Linked DNA regions of Mus musculus: region 1 is linked to region 2. Evidence: chromatin contacts called from public ChIA-PET data. All regions are on one chromosome and are shown on one strand. Each heading gives the region's core, a stretch centred on a gene start, on an enhancer-like site or on the middle of the called end of the contact. The rest is flanking DNA. Distances are from core to core; before and after follow the strand shown.

Region 1 (6,035 bases), core at 1,100-3,599, 210 kb before region 2:
TGATAGGGCTTTCCTCTGCACAAGTCTACATGCCAGGTCTGAAAGCCCTTTTGTAGGGTGGTAGTTTTCAATGTAGATGCTGTTGGTTAAACTCTTCATTGTGTTCCTGAGTTTAGCCTTAGGTACAACAAGGTCATTCATAATGACCAAGGTTTTCTTTCAGTGTCTTGCCGGGAACTGCCTGCCCACCCACCCAGAGCATGAATGAGGCTCGCTTTTATTATCTAGAACTTGTAGGATTCTACATATAGCCTGGTAGCAAAATGAACAATAATCATTTGTTTTCAATAATCTGCAAGTAGACTCAGCTCACTCAAGTCAAGTCGTTTTATGTATCTCAATGGGAGCTCACCACATAATTGGTTCGAATTGTGAACTCACTCCCCACCCCATCCCCCACCCTCACCCCCCATCCCCATCTCCATCCCCCATCTCACCCTCCCACTCCCACTCCCTTGATAGCACTCATTCAGGGTATTCATAGGCTCAGATGTTTTTCAGGAACTCTTACTTCTCCAGAAAGTCTCTTTTCTTGGAATAGCAAGAAACCCCGAGAGAGACCCATTATCATAAACCTGCCCTGCCTTTAGTACTCGAATCTTAGCATAATGGGTTCCTGGAGTGTACTACTGATACAAGTACATGGACAGACAGACTGGTGGATCAGAACAGAGCCCAGATGCAGACCCACACATTCGGCTGAGGGACAGACCAGAAGGTATTATTAATGATTCAGTAGGAGAAATACGGCCCTCTCAAAATCTACTGAAGCAATAGATGGCCTTTGGGGAGATGGCCTGTACATCATAATAGAGGCAAAAATTAATTCAAGATTAAACAAAAACCTACTTGGAGAGGAGTTGAACATAAAGATTGAGGAAGAGAACAGGGCCCTTTAGAGCATTGCATCAAAGTTTAATAACCGGGCTCAAAAAATGTAAAGCCTAGGGCACGCCTTTAATCCCAACACTCATGAGACAGAGGCAGGTGGATCTCTATGATGCAAGGCCAGTGTGGTCTACAAAATGAGTTCCAGGACAGCCAGGGCTACATAATGAGACTCTTTGGGGCGGGGGGGGGGGGGGGGGGTAAAAAAAAAAAACTACTCGCTACAGTGAATCGTATTAAAAAGCTCAAGCATAGAACTTCTACTTGTATTAATAACACTGGAAAGGCTGAGGCAGGAGGATCATGATCATGAGTTCCAGACCAAACTGGACTACTAAGGGAGATCATGTCTCAGTAAAACAGGACTAACCCTAACTGCTTGAAGAAGGCTGAAGGAGGTCTGTGGCCTGCTCCTAGACCCCCGAAGCAGTACCAGGCAAGGACTGTTCCTGCTCCTGATGAAGGCGGGTGCGTCTGGGAAGACGAATGCAGGTTGCATAGGGGACACTCAGATCCTCACAATTGAACCATTCCCATGAAGCTTTACTCCTTTGCTACGAGAGCAGCAGCTTTTCCCCAGACCCCCCTTGCTCCACCCTGCCCCGCAGCCGAGCTCTTCAGAGCTTTGGCATACTGGTATATTCTTCCCAGAACAACCTCTTGAAATCCCTTGGGGTCTGAGTCAGGCTGCCCCAGCCCTTGTTGGGAAGGACAGAGCAGTGGGGGGCCCTCACAGGGGTGGGAGAAAGGAGTTCAAAGGCCAGCCAGATCCGGTTGTGTGACGTCAAAGCCTTGGGGTCTCAGCAGCCAAGAGGAAGCTAGGGAGAGGGCGAGCCCCGCATTCTATATCAGGGCGTTCAAACTAGGAAATGTCGGAGACAAGGCCAGAAACATACATATAAACACAGCCTCGCTCTGCTTCCCCGTGTCCAGCTTTGCAAAAAAAAAATAGCCAGTACTCCAAGTCACGGTGTGTGCTTCCTTCTGGGACCCACGATCCACAGAGAAGGAAACATAAAATATATTTAGAGCTTTCGAAACTGATTGTTTTGTGTATTCTTACAAAGGGAGAAAAAAATAAATAAAACCGCCCCAAGAGATTTGTTTTAAAAGCTTCTCTAATCCTTGAGATGAGTGGGAGAACGTTGCATAGTGGGGTCATTTCCTTGCCGTCTCCAGACGTTAGTACGCACTGAAAATAGATGTTGGGAGGGGAAGACTCCGTGGCCTGTGAATACGGATTGTGCAAGAAAGTTTTCCAGGCCAAGAGGGGAAGGTTGGGCCTTTCCCAGGCCCCCGGTACAAGATGACCCTGTGGTTGGATATTTAACTAGGCTTGAAGACCCCAGACAGAGGGAATAATTAACTTACTCATTCCAGAATCGGGGCAAAGCATCCCGGAGGGCGGAGTCTAGGGCAAAGCACCCCGGAGGGCGGAGTCTAGGGCAAAGCACCCCCGGAGGGCGGAGTCTAGCTCTTCAGCTGCTCAGTCTCTCTGTGGGAACCCAGGCTCCCAGGTCTATCTCCCCTCCGAGGTACACTGTCCCAAGTCTCTCTGGAGGGCCCAGGGGGCTGAAACCTGGCATTCCAAATTAGTAGATGGAAAATAGTAATTGCTCCACTAAAAAAGAGGGGTGTGTGGGCTGGAGAGATGGCTCCGTGGTTAATTGAGTTGAGTTGAGACCTCTGCCACCCACATACAAGCCGGTGTGATGGAATGCAGCTGTTGGCGTAACACCAGCCGGTCTCAGCGCCTCGGAGATCAAGGGCAAACAAGTGAGCTTCCAGTTCACCAAGAGAACCTCTCTCAAAAAAAAGGTGGAGAGCAATAGAGAATGATACTCAAAATCCATCTCTACCTGTATGAGCACGTGTACTGACTCCAGCCGCATATGTAGCAGAGGATGGCCTTGTCAGACATCAGTGGGAGAAGAGGCCCTTGGTCCTGGGAAGGCTAGATGCCCCAGTGTAGGGGAATGCCTGGGCCGGGATGGGTAGGTGAGTGGGTGGGTGGGAGAGCTAGGGGGTTCCCAGAGGGGTAACCAGGAAAGGGGATAACATTTGAAATATAGATAAATAAAATATCCAATAAAAAAGAAAAAGGAAAAAAAAGAACTACAAAAAAAGAGGAAATAAATGTAATTTTTAAAATTAGTATTTTAGAGCAACTTAATTAATGAAAGGTAATTAACATCCAGGCAATGTTGGTCGATGCTGCAGTGCAAACAGGGCCATGACTCTTTCCATATCTGTTGATGTGAGAAGTGGGAGTTTCAGGGCCAAAGCAGAAATCACCTGCTGACTTTGCTCATCCGGGCTCAAGAGAAACTGAGCAGGCTTGTAGTTCTGAGTCTTTCTCCTGGTCCTTGCTTACACATTAGTCTCTTTCTTCTGTGGATTAAAGCTGGAATCAGCCATTTCCTTCTGTGAAGGCCCAGATCTACAATATTTAGGTCACACAGTCTGGAATACAAACCACGTGGTCCCACCAGGGTGACAGAGACACTCTGTGAACGCGTGAATGAAGCTGTTCCACTGACATTTATGGACAGTAAATGAGAATATCTTCTAGTTCTCACATGCCACAAAATAATAGTATTCTCTTAATTTTCCCCAAACATTTGAACTGACTGATCTTTGGAGGCCATACAGACATAACTAGGAAGGCAAATTTGGGTCACAGTCCATGGTTTACCAACTCCAGGAACAGAGAGCCAAAGAAGCTTACAGCAAAAGGGATGCCCACTACGGGTGGATCTGAGTAATAATAGCATTTTTACTCACAGGAGGAAGGGAAATTACTGGGTTCCAGAACACCAAGAATGGGGAGGTATCTTCTGGCCTCTCTTGGCTTCCTCAGATCTGCTCACAGTCCCTTTAACCAATGCTCACTGCTGGGAACCCAGCCACCGAGGACCCTGAAACTAGCCCCCTCCTGCCCTTTCTTTGGGGGCTTGGTCCCAACAGAAGGCAGCCACTGCTTTGAGCATTTGCCTTCTCCACTAGCAGAAAGACCCTGTCCCCACCTTCGGTGACAGCCAGGCCCCTTCTGTGCCACCAGCCGATCCCCAGGACAGCCCACTTGAATCTTACCCCAGCAAGCCTGCCTGAGTGCTCTCAGCACACTTGAAAATAACTTCTTAGATTTTTTTTTTCTTTTGTTATACAAGGAATGGTTGTTAGCACTGACCTCCAAGTGAAGATGCCGGTCCACAAAGGAAGTGAAACATTCAGCATTTCAGAACTGAAATTTCTTGGCGTTAATGGAAAAAAAGAAAAAAAGAAAGAAAGAAATCCCAGCTAATGCAAAACAGCTGGCGAAATAAACCTCATTTAAGCTCGGCTGGGGAAAAGAAGGCAATTTTGCTAGATTTTTGTTAGATAAACAGACCTTTTTTCCTACTAATTGCATTTGTTGTTGTGTTTGCTGGTTTGCTTATATCAGCCCTTGCCTTCCTTAGAAAGATTGCAGTATCACGCTGGCGACAGGAAGAGGCCTGTCTGTCTGGCCTTTGAGATGCACGTCAGATAATCCACAGAGGAGAGAGGCTCATAAACAAGGATTTGCCTTGTAAGATCCTGACTGGTGATGGGCAGCTAAAAAGATGGACTTGGCTTTCTGGCTTCTCTTGTAGGTCCTTCCATAGTGACGCCCCCCAAGGACATCTGGAACGTCACTGGTGCCAAGGTGTTCTTGAGCTGTGAGGTCATCGGGATCCCAACCCCTGTCCTCATCTGGAACAAGGTCAGTAGTGCAGGCCTCGGGAAAGCATCGTGCAAGCCGGAAATCGTTTTTTGCATGGCCCAGGGCGGTGGGAATGGCACAGCTCAGTCTGCATCCACTGCCGGCTGCCCCACAACCATGAAGCCTGTGGCAGCTGGTATCACTCTACACTGGCACGGATCTTTCCTGACCTCCATCAGCCCAGTTCTGCTTTGGGTAGCAGTGTCCAAGCAGGGAGCTTGGGAAACTCAAAGAACCGTGGTGAATATCTAAACCCACTGTTTTCGTTGCTTTTGGTTACTGTGACCAAAGGTTACCCGACAGAAACTTTCAAGGGAGGAAGAAAGGTGGTTCGCTTTAGCTTCCAGGTTCAGAGGCTTATAGTCCCTTACACAGCAGGGAAGACATGGTGCTATCACTCAGTCTGTGGTGGCAGGAAGCTATGAAGTAAGGAAGAATCTTCAAACTCGTGCTAATAAAACAGCAAAGCCAGACACCCCTCTTTAGCTAGTTTGCTTCCTCAGCAAGCTCAGAAATGGAGGATAGTCTCAATTATTTTGTGTGCTTGTTGTCTGGTCAGAGGGGAGACCTCTGGGGCTCTGGGAGGGGGTTTCGGCCCCATTGTCAGAAGAATCCTAACAGATTCCAGTTCATATAGCCGAGGGGCAAAAAGAAAGAGAAGGCAGTTCCAGCGTCCGGGCACCCAAATGTGATCGGGACTGGAATTCTTGATCTCTGTTATCAATCTCTCGGCCTCACTTTCTCCTTCAGAAAGCTTCCTCCGCAGAGGGCAGAATTATCCTCACAGACCTCCGAAGCAGCAAAGCTTTCCCAGCTGCCGAGTGAGAAACCTTAGTCTAGATCATGGTTCCTGGCAGCCTCTGGCGCCCCCGTGTGGCCAGAAGAATGCGGCCACTGAGGAAACTACCTGGCTTGAGTGTGGTTACCAGGAAACGCCTGGACCACGGTGTGGGCAGAGGTGACCCAGTTCTAGTACAGCAGACCGATGACCCAGTTCTAGTACAGCTATCCCTCGCAGCTGAAACTTTCGTTAAAGGGAATAATGGGATGTTGCCTCTAAATTGTGCTTCGGAAAGAGATGTGGACGGGGAGTCAGGCATGTCAATAACGTGGTCGGCTACGTGTTCATTTAAACCTTCCCCCTGGCAGCTGAAGTTCCCCAATGCTTATTTGCGGTTAGTGGCTTGTGAAGAGCATGGCCGATAGTTTTCAAGGAAAACCGGCAAGAAGCTTTGTTGCTTCTCAAGGGGTCTCCATGGAATTTACAAAATGAGAAGCCAGGGTGACTCGAGGTACTTAAGTTTATAAGCCTCATTGCCGAAACTTGCAGAGAATAAGGTCTGTGGCACCCCGGCAAAATACACATGGGTCCCAGGGGAAATGAGTCGGCCTCGGGAGGCTT
Region 2 (5,786 bases), core at 2,024-4,523:
ACTGAGAATGTGAGACTTGAGTGAGGGGCAGAGATTCCACCCCAGGACATGGAAGTGTTGAGGGCTGCTCTTGAGAGCCTTTATGGAAGGGACCTCCTCCAGCTACAGCACTGCACAAACCCTGGGTCTGTGTTGGGAGGATGGTGACTCAGGCAGACTCTTTAGGATGTGACAGCAGAGGCTGTCCTAGTTCTTCCTGTCCCCGTGTGGGCTGGCCTGGAACACTCAGTTCTCCTCACATATCACTGGCCTCCTCACGGCACGTGAATGTGAACCTTCTGGAAACACCTGCTTATCTTTGTGATGCTTGCCTCTCCGTCTGTTTATTCATTCACGTAACGACTACGAGCTGGACACTTCTGTGTATGTGTGGAGTACCTCTTAGGAATGTGTAGGACTAGAAGTGTTTTAGATTTGTTATTCAACATATTTTGGAATATTTGCATAGCCAAAGAGATGTTTAAGAGGGGTTGGAATTCAAGTCTACGTGTGGTGCCTGTTAACTTCATGTACTCTGGTTAGACAGTCTGAAGGTAAATTTATGTAATGTGTTTTAGCAACTTGTACAGGAAATATCATGTTATGCTATCTTGTACTTAAAAAGTTTCCAGGTATTGGAACATTTGGGACTTCTGATTTTCAAATTAAGCATACTCAATCCGTAGCGTGTAGATATACGACTAATAAGAGATAGCCTCCACACTCTTTAGAACTTATTTTGACTTTACTGTTATCTTTTTGATTGCTCCTCTCACCACTTCTTCTTCTTCTTCTTCTTCTTCTTCTTCTTCTTCTTCTTCTTCTTCTTCTTCTTCTTCTTCTTCTTCTTCTTCTTCTTCTTCTTCTTCTTCTTCTTCTTCTTCTTCTTCTTCTTCTCCTCCTCCTCCTTCTCCTCCTCCTCCTCCTCCTCCTCCTCCTCCTCCTCCTCCTTCTTCTTCTTCTTTTTTTTTGGTTTTTCGAGACAGGGTTTCTCTGTATAGCCCTGGCTGTCCTGGAACTCACCTTGTAGACCAGGCTGGCCTCGAACTCAGAAATCCGCCTGCCTCTGCCTCCCGAGTGCTGGGATTAAATGCGTGTGCCACCACGCCCAGCTACATGGGTATTTAATATCATTGGTGGTGACAAAGGGTTCACTAAGCCTGAAATCACTTAGGGGGACAAGACATATGCTGTGAAGAACATGAGCCCTTAAGGGATATGCGATGACAGTGACCCCAGTCAAGAAGTTAGAGGAGCAGCTATCCCAATGCTATCCCAAAAGTCCCCTATACCCTCCCCCTACCCTGCTCCCCTACCCACTCACTCCCACTTCTTGGCCCTGGCTTTCCCCTGTACTGGAGTATATAAAGTTTGCTAGACCAAGGGGCCTCTCTTCCCAATGAAGGCCAACTAGGCCATCTTCTGTTACATATGCAGCTAGAGACACGAGTTCTGGGGGGTACTGATGAATTCATATTGTTGTTCCACCTATAGAGTTGCAGACCCCTTCAGCTCTTGGGTACTTTCTCTAGCTCCTCCATTGGGGGCCCTGTGATCCATCCAATAGCTGACTGTGAGCATCCACTTCTGTATTTGCCAGGCACTGGCATAGCCTCACAGGAGACAGCTACATCAGGGTCCTTTCAGCAAAATTTTGCTGGCATATGCAATAGTGTCTGCATTTGGTGGCTGATTATGGGATGGACCCCCGTGGGGCAGTCTCTGGATGGTCCATCCTTTTGTCTTAGCTCCAAGCTTTGTCTCTGCAACTCCTTCCATAGATATTTTATTCCATATTCTAGGGAGGAATGAAGTATCCAAGAGTTGGTCTTCCTTCTTGATTTTCTTGTGTTTTAGAAGTTGTATCTTGGGTATTCTAGGTTTCTGGGCTAATATCCACTTATCAGTGAGTGCATATAAAGTGATTTCTTTTGTGATTGGGTTACCTCACTCAGGATGATATCCTCCAGATACATCCATTTGCCCAAGAATTTCATAAATTCATTGTTTTTAATAGCTGAATAGTACTCCATTGTGTAAATGTACCACATTTTCTGTATCTATTCCTCTGCTGAGGGACATCTGGGTTCTTTCCAGCTTCTGGCTATTATAAATAGGGCTGCTATGAACATAGAGGAGCATGTGTCCTTATTACCAGTTAGAACATCTTCTGGGTATATGCCCAGGAGAGGTATTGCTGGATCTACTGGTAGTACTATGTCCAGTTTTCTGAGGAACCGCCAGACTGATTGTACAAGCTTGCAATCCCACCAGCAATGGAGGAGTGTTCCTCTTTCTCTACATCCTCTCCAGCATCTGCTGTCACCTGAATTTTTGATCCTAGCCATTCTGACTGGTGTGAGGTGGAATCTCAGGGTTGTTTTGGTTTGCATTTCCCTGATGATTAAGGATGTTGAACATTTTTTCAAGTGCTTCTCAGCCCTTCTGCATTCCTCGGTTGAGAATTCTTTGTTTAGCTCTGTACCCCATTTTTAATGGGGTTATTTGAATTTCTGGAGTTCAGCTTCTTGAGCTCTTTGTATATATTGGATATTAGTCCCCTATCAGATTTAGGACTGGTAAAAATTCTTTCCCAATCTGTTGGTGGCCTTTTTGTCTTATTGACAGTATCTTTTGCCCTTCAGAAGCTTTGCAATTTTATGAGGTCCCATTTGTTGATTCTTGATCTTACAGCACAAGCTTTGAACTTGTGGCAGTCCTTCTGCCTCAACCTCTTGAGTATTTGAGTATCGTCATGGTAGACACAAGTCACCATGATGGGCTGAGACTTATCTTTAATTCCAGTGATTATCCATTACTGTGTATGCATTGAATGAGAAAGTAGATGGGCAAATACATAAATATATTCTATTCTATATTCTATATATTCTATAAACAGTGCAGGGCCGAGTCTGTATAAACAGAATAAATCAAGAGCTCTAGGAGACCAGAAGTCCAGTTGTTTTTCTCCTTCCTGAAGCTCTCCTATTGAGATTTATTCTCATTGCTTTTATCTCTGTTGAGGACTGGAAATTTAGCTTGGTTGGTAAAGTGCTTGCCTGGCACGTATGAAACCCTGGGCTCCACCCCAGCACTTCAGCTTCTGTCTGTACTTTCTTCCCGACTACAGTCATTTCAATGTGAGATCTTCCCACGGGCTCAAGCATTTCTGTACCTGGTCCCCAACTGCTGCTGCTGTTTATGAAAGGTTCTGGAATCTCTAGAAAGTGAGGCCTCACTAGAGGAAATGTGTCACTAGAGAAAGACTTGGAGGTTTTATAGCCTAACCCTACTTCCTGCCTCCTCTCTCTGTTTCCTGCTCCACTAAGATATGAAGAAGCGAGGAGGCCCAGCTGCTCATGCTCAGCTGCCCCTTGATTTGTTTTCCTCTCTGGGGTGGGCTATCCCCTCTGGCTGTGATCCAAAGTAAAGCTTTCCTCTTAACTTACTCTTGCTTGCTTCGATGTTTTGTCACAGCCTTGAGCAAGGTCACTAACACACCAATGAAACGCCAACACTTCTTTGTTTATACCACCAGCTCCCTTGCTGGTTCACCTCTCATTGCATTGCTGGTCAAACAAACTAATAAAAACAAATGAAAATTGGACTTGGATCCACTGATTATACAGATAAAGGGGTGGTACATAGTTGAACAGTATCTCCCTTGTCTTGTCTCCTTTTCTATTGCTGCGATAAAACACAACGACCAAGGCAACTTATAAAATGAAGTGTTTACTTTGGCTTATGACTTTAGAGGATTAGAATCTATGATGGCAGGGTCAAGAAACAGCCGAGAGCTCACATCTTGCTCTACAACGATGAGGCAGATTGAAAGCAACTGGGAATAGCGTGAGTCTTTTGAAACCTCTGTAACACACCTCTTCTAATAAAGCCACACCTCTTAACCCTTCTCAAACAGTTCTACCAACTAGGGACGAAATATTCAAATATACAAGCCTGTGGGAGCCATTGTCATTCAAACCATCATGTCCCCCAAACTCATGTCTGCCAGAAAATTATACCAAGACCTTATTTGGAGCCAGGACTTCTCTTAGTTTATTTGAGTTCTTAAGACTCATGACTTGATAATTTACAAGTAAAATAATTTTTATAATCATACAGCTATGATTATAAAAATACATCAGATTCTATGTCTGCTAAAGGCCTGTTGCATATGGGTGGGACATCTAACCCTTTACACGGTAGATAGTACAGAAGTGCAAAAAAAAAAGGGGGGGGGGACAAATAAATACTTTGTTCTTACATAGCAAGAAAGGAGACCAAATTCTATTCATGAGGTCCACACTCCCTTTTGCTGAGTATAAAGAGTTCACCTTTCTCTTCTGACTTCACTTTCTGACAATTCTAAATGTTTCCCCCTCAGCAATGTGTGGTTTGGAGCTCTTTTGAGAATTATTCTGTCTTCCCCATGTTCTCACCAGGCAGGAAGTGTCAGTGAACATCCCCTTGGGTGGTTGGCATCATGTGGACGTTCTCCACTGCCCGTGGCTTCCACAGAGGGTAATGTGTGGAGGCTTTGTTCTGGAGCTCCCTGCTGCCCCTCTGTCCCTCTTTTAGGCAGCAAGGCATTTTGTTTCATTGTCTCTGGAACAGGATGACACTGCAGAATCAGGATGACAAAGAAGGCTTACTAGCCTACTGATTCCTGGCCCAGGGACAAACACAATGAATTAGGAGAGAGAATAAAAGCCAGGCAAATCTCCCAGCCTGGATACAGAATCAGTGGTCAGAGGAGTAAAAAGCATATTCAAGGCCACTAGGGCACAAGGCAGAGGTGAGTAGGCCACACTGCTGAGTGCACTGGACGCTGTTCAGTCCTTAGTCATTCCCTCCAACTTCTGCTGGTGTCCCCTGCTGAAGAGTTTCACTCACATATCTGTTATCGGGAGCCTCCACCAAGACTGTCTCCCTTTCCTGGAGATAGCCAGTAGATGTTCAATTTGAAAGAGCAGAGGCTTACCCCCTTGTCTCCACTCAGGATAGCTGTGAGGGACCACCAGCCCCAGAGCTACCCAAGGAGGAGACAGAGGCCCCTGTGGCAGGTATACTTAGTTCAGTAACTCTCTGTCCATGGCAGCTGTTGTGCATGAGGGTCTCCTCACTTCTCACTCCCACTAACACCTCCCCCACAAACATTCTTCTCCTGAAGGTCCTATCGCCTCCTTGGAAGACAAATGCAGAATGGGAGAAGTCTACTTTGTTGGCACCAGGACCAGTGAAACCTGTGACATCACATAGGCGGGAGCTGCAGACCTGTTGCCAAGACATCAGCCACCATATTCTCAGAATCGACTTGGCTCACCTCCCACCTTTACCTGTGTTACATCATTATCCATATATATATATATAAGGGGAATACCCTTCCTTTTCTGTCTCTTCCCCCATCTCTTCCCACCATCACCTTCCTTGCCCCTCTCTCTCCTAATAAACATCTTACACGTGGAACTGTTTTGGCCTGGTATTCTATGTTCAGACTCGAGCCACTATTCTAACACATTATACTTAGGCCTCCAGAGACCCCAAGGCTCAGCCTTGTACAGGAGAGTTGAAGGAAAATGATGTGTGGTCAACATGAACAGAGACAGCTTGGATGAGCCCCAGAGTTGCCCACAGCCCAGAGCTTCAGTCAGAAGTCTGCTGTGCGGTTAGAACCATCTCTATGGTCAGGGGAGTTGGACAGTGAACCTGACTCTAGGGCTGGGATAAAGAGCCTGCAGCCATGTCCCAAGTGGACTTTCAAATAGGGGTAAAGATGCTTTGCCATGATGATGATGATCTCAAGGTGA

What was found. ChIA-PET counts read pairs in DNA pulled down with a chosen protein or histone mark.
Region 1: an RNA polymerase II ChIA-PET map of memory CD8 T cells shows a contact between it and region 2, with 5 read pairs. The contact joins two enhancer-like sites. A contact is called at or near these places in 1 of 115 datasets of contacts at active chromatin or transcription factors (memory CD8 T cells) and 1 of 9 other capture datasets (pancreatic islet).

The regions. Positions count from the first base shown.
Region 1 is chr5:77,354,160-77,360,194 of GRCm38.p6, reverse strand. It overlaps Igfbp7 (insulin-like growth factor binding protein 7), which reads left to right. Exons shown (of 5, transcript NM_008048.3): 2 at 4,524-4,633. Among named protein-coding and RNA genes, the nearest start is that of Gm34648, 29 kb to the left of the region's middle. Within about 2 kb of position 2,349, at least 180 of the 459 cell types and tissues checked have an H3K27ac peak or open chromatin away from gene starts, as enhancers often do. A contact at or near this core is called in memory CD8 T cells, where this site is marked.
Region 2 is chr5:77,145,743-77,151,528 of GRCm38.p6, reverse strand. It overlaps Gm34598 (a long non-coding RNA gene), which reads left to right. Exons shown (of 3, transcript XR_880411.1): 3 at 5,150-5,432. Among named protein-coding and RNA genes, the nearest start is that of Chaer1, 8.3 kb to the right of the region's middle. Within about 2 kb of position 3,273, at least 41 of the 459 cell types and tissues checked have an H3K27ac peak or open chromatin away from gene starts, as enhancers often do. A contact at or near this core is called in memory CD8 T cells, where this site is marked.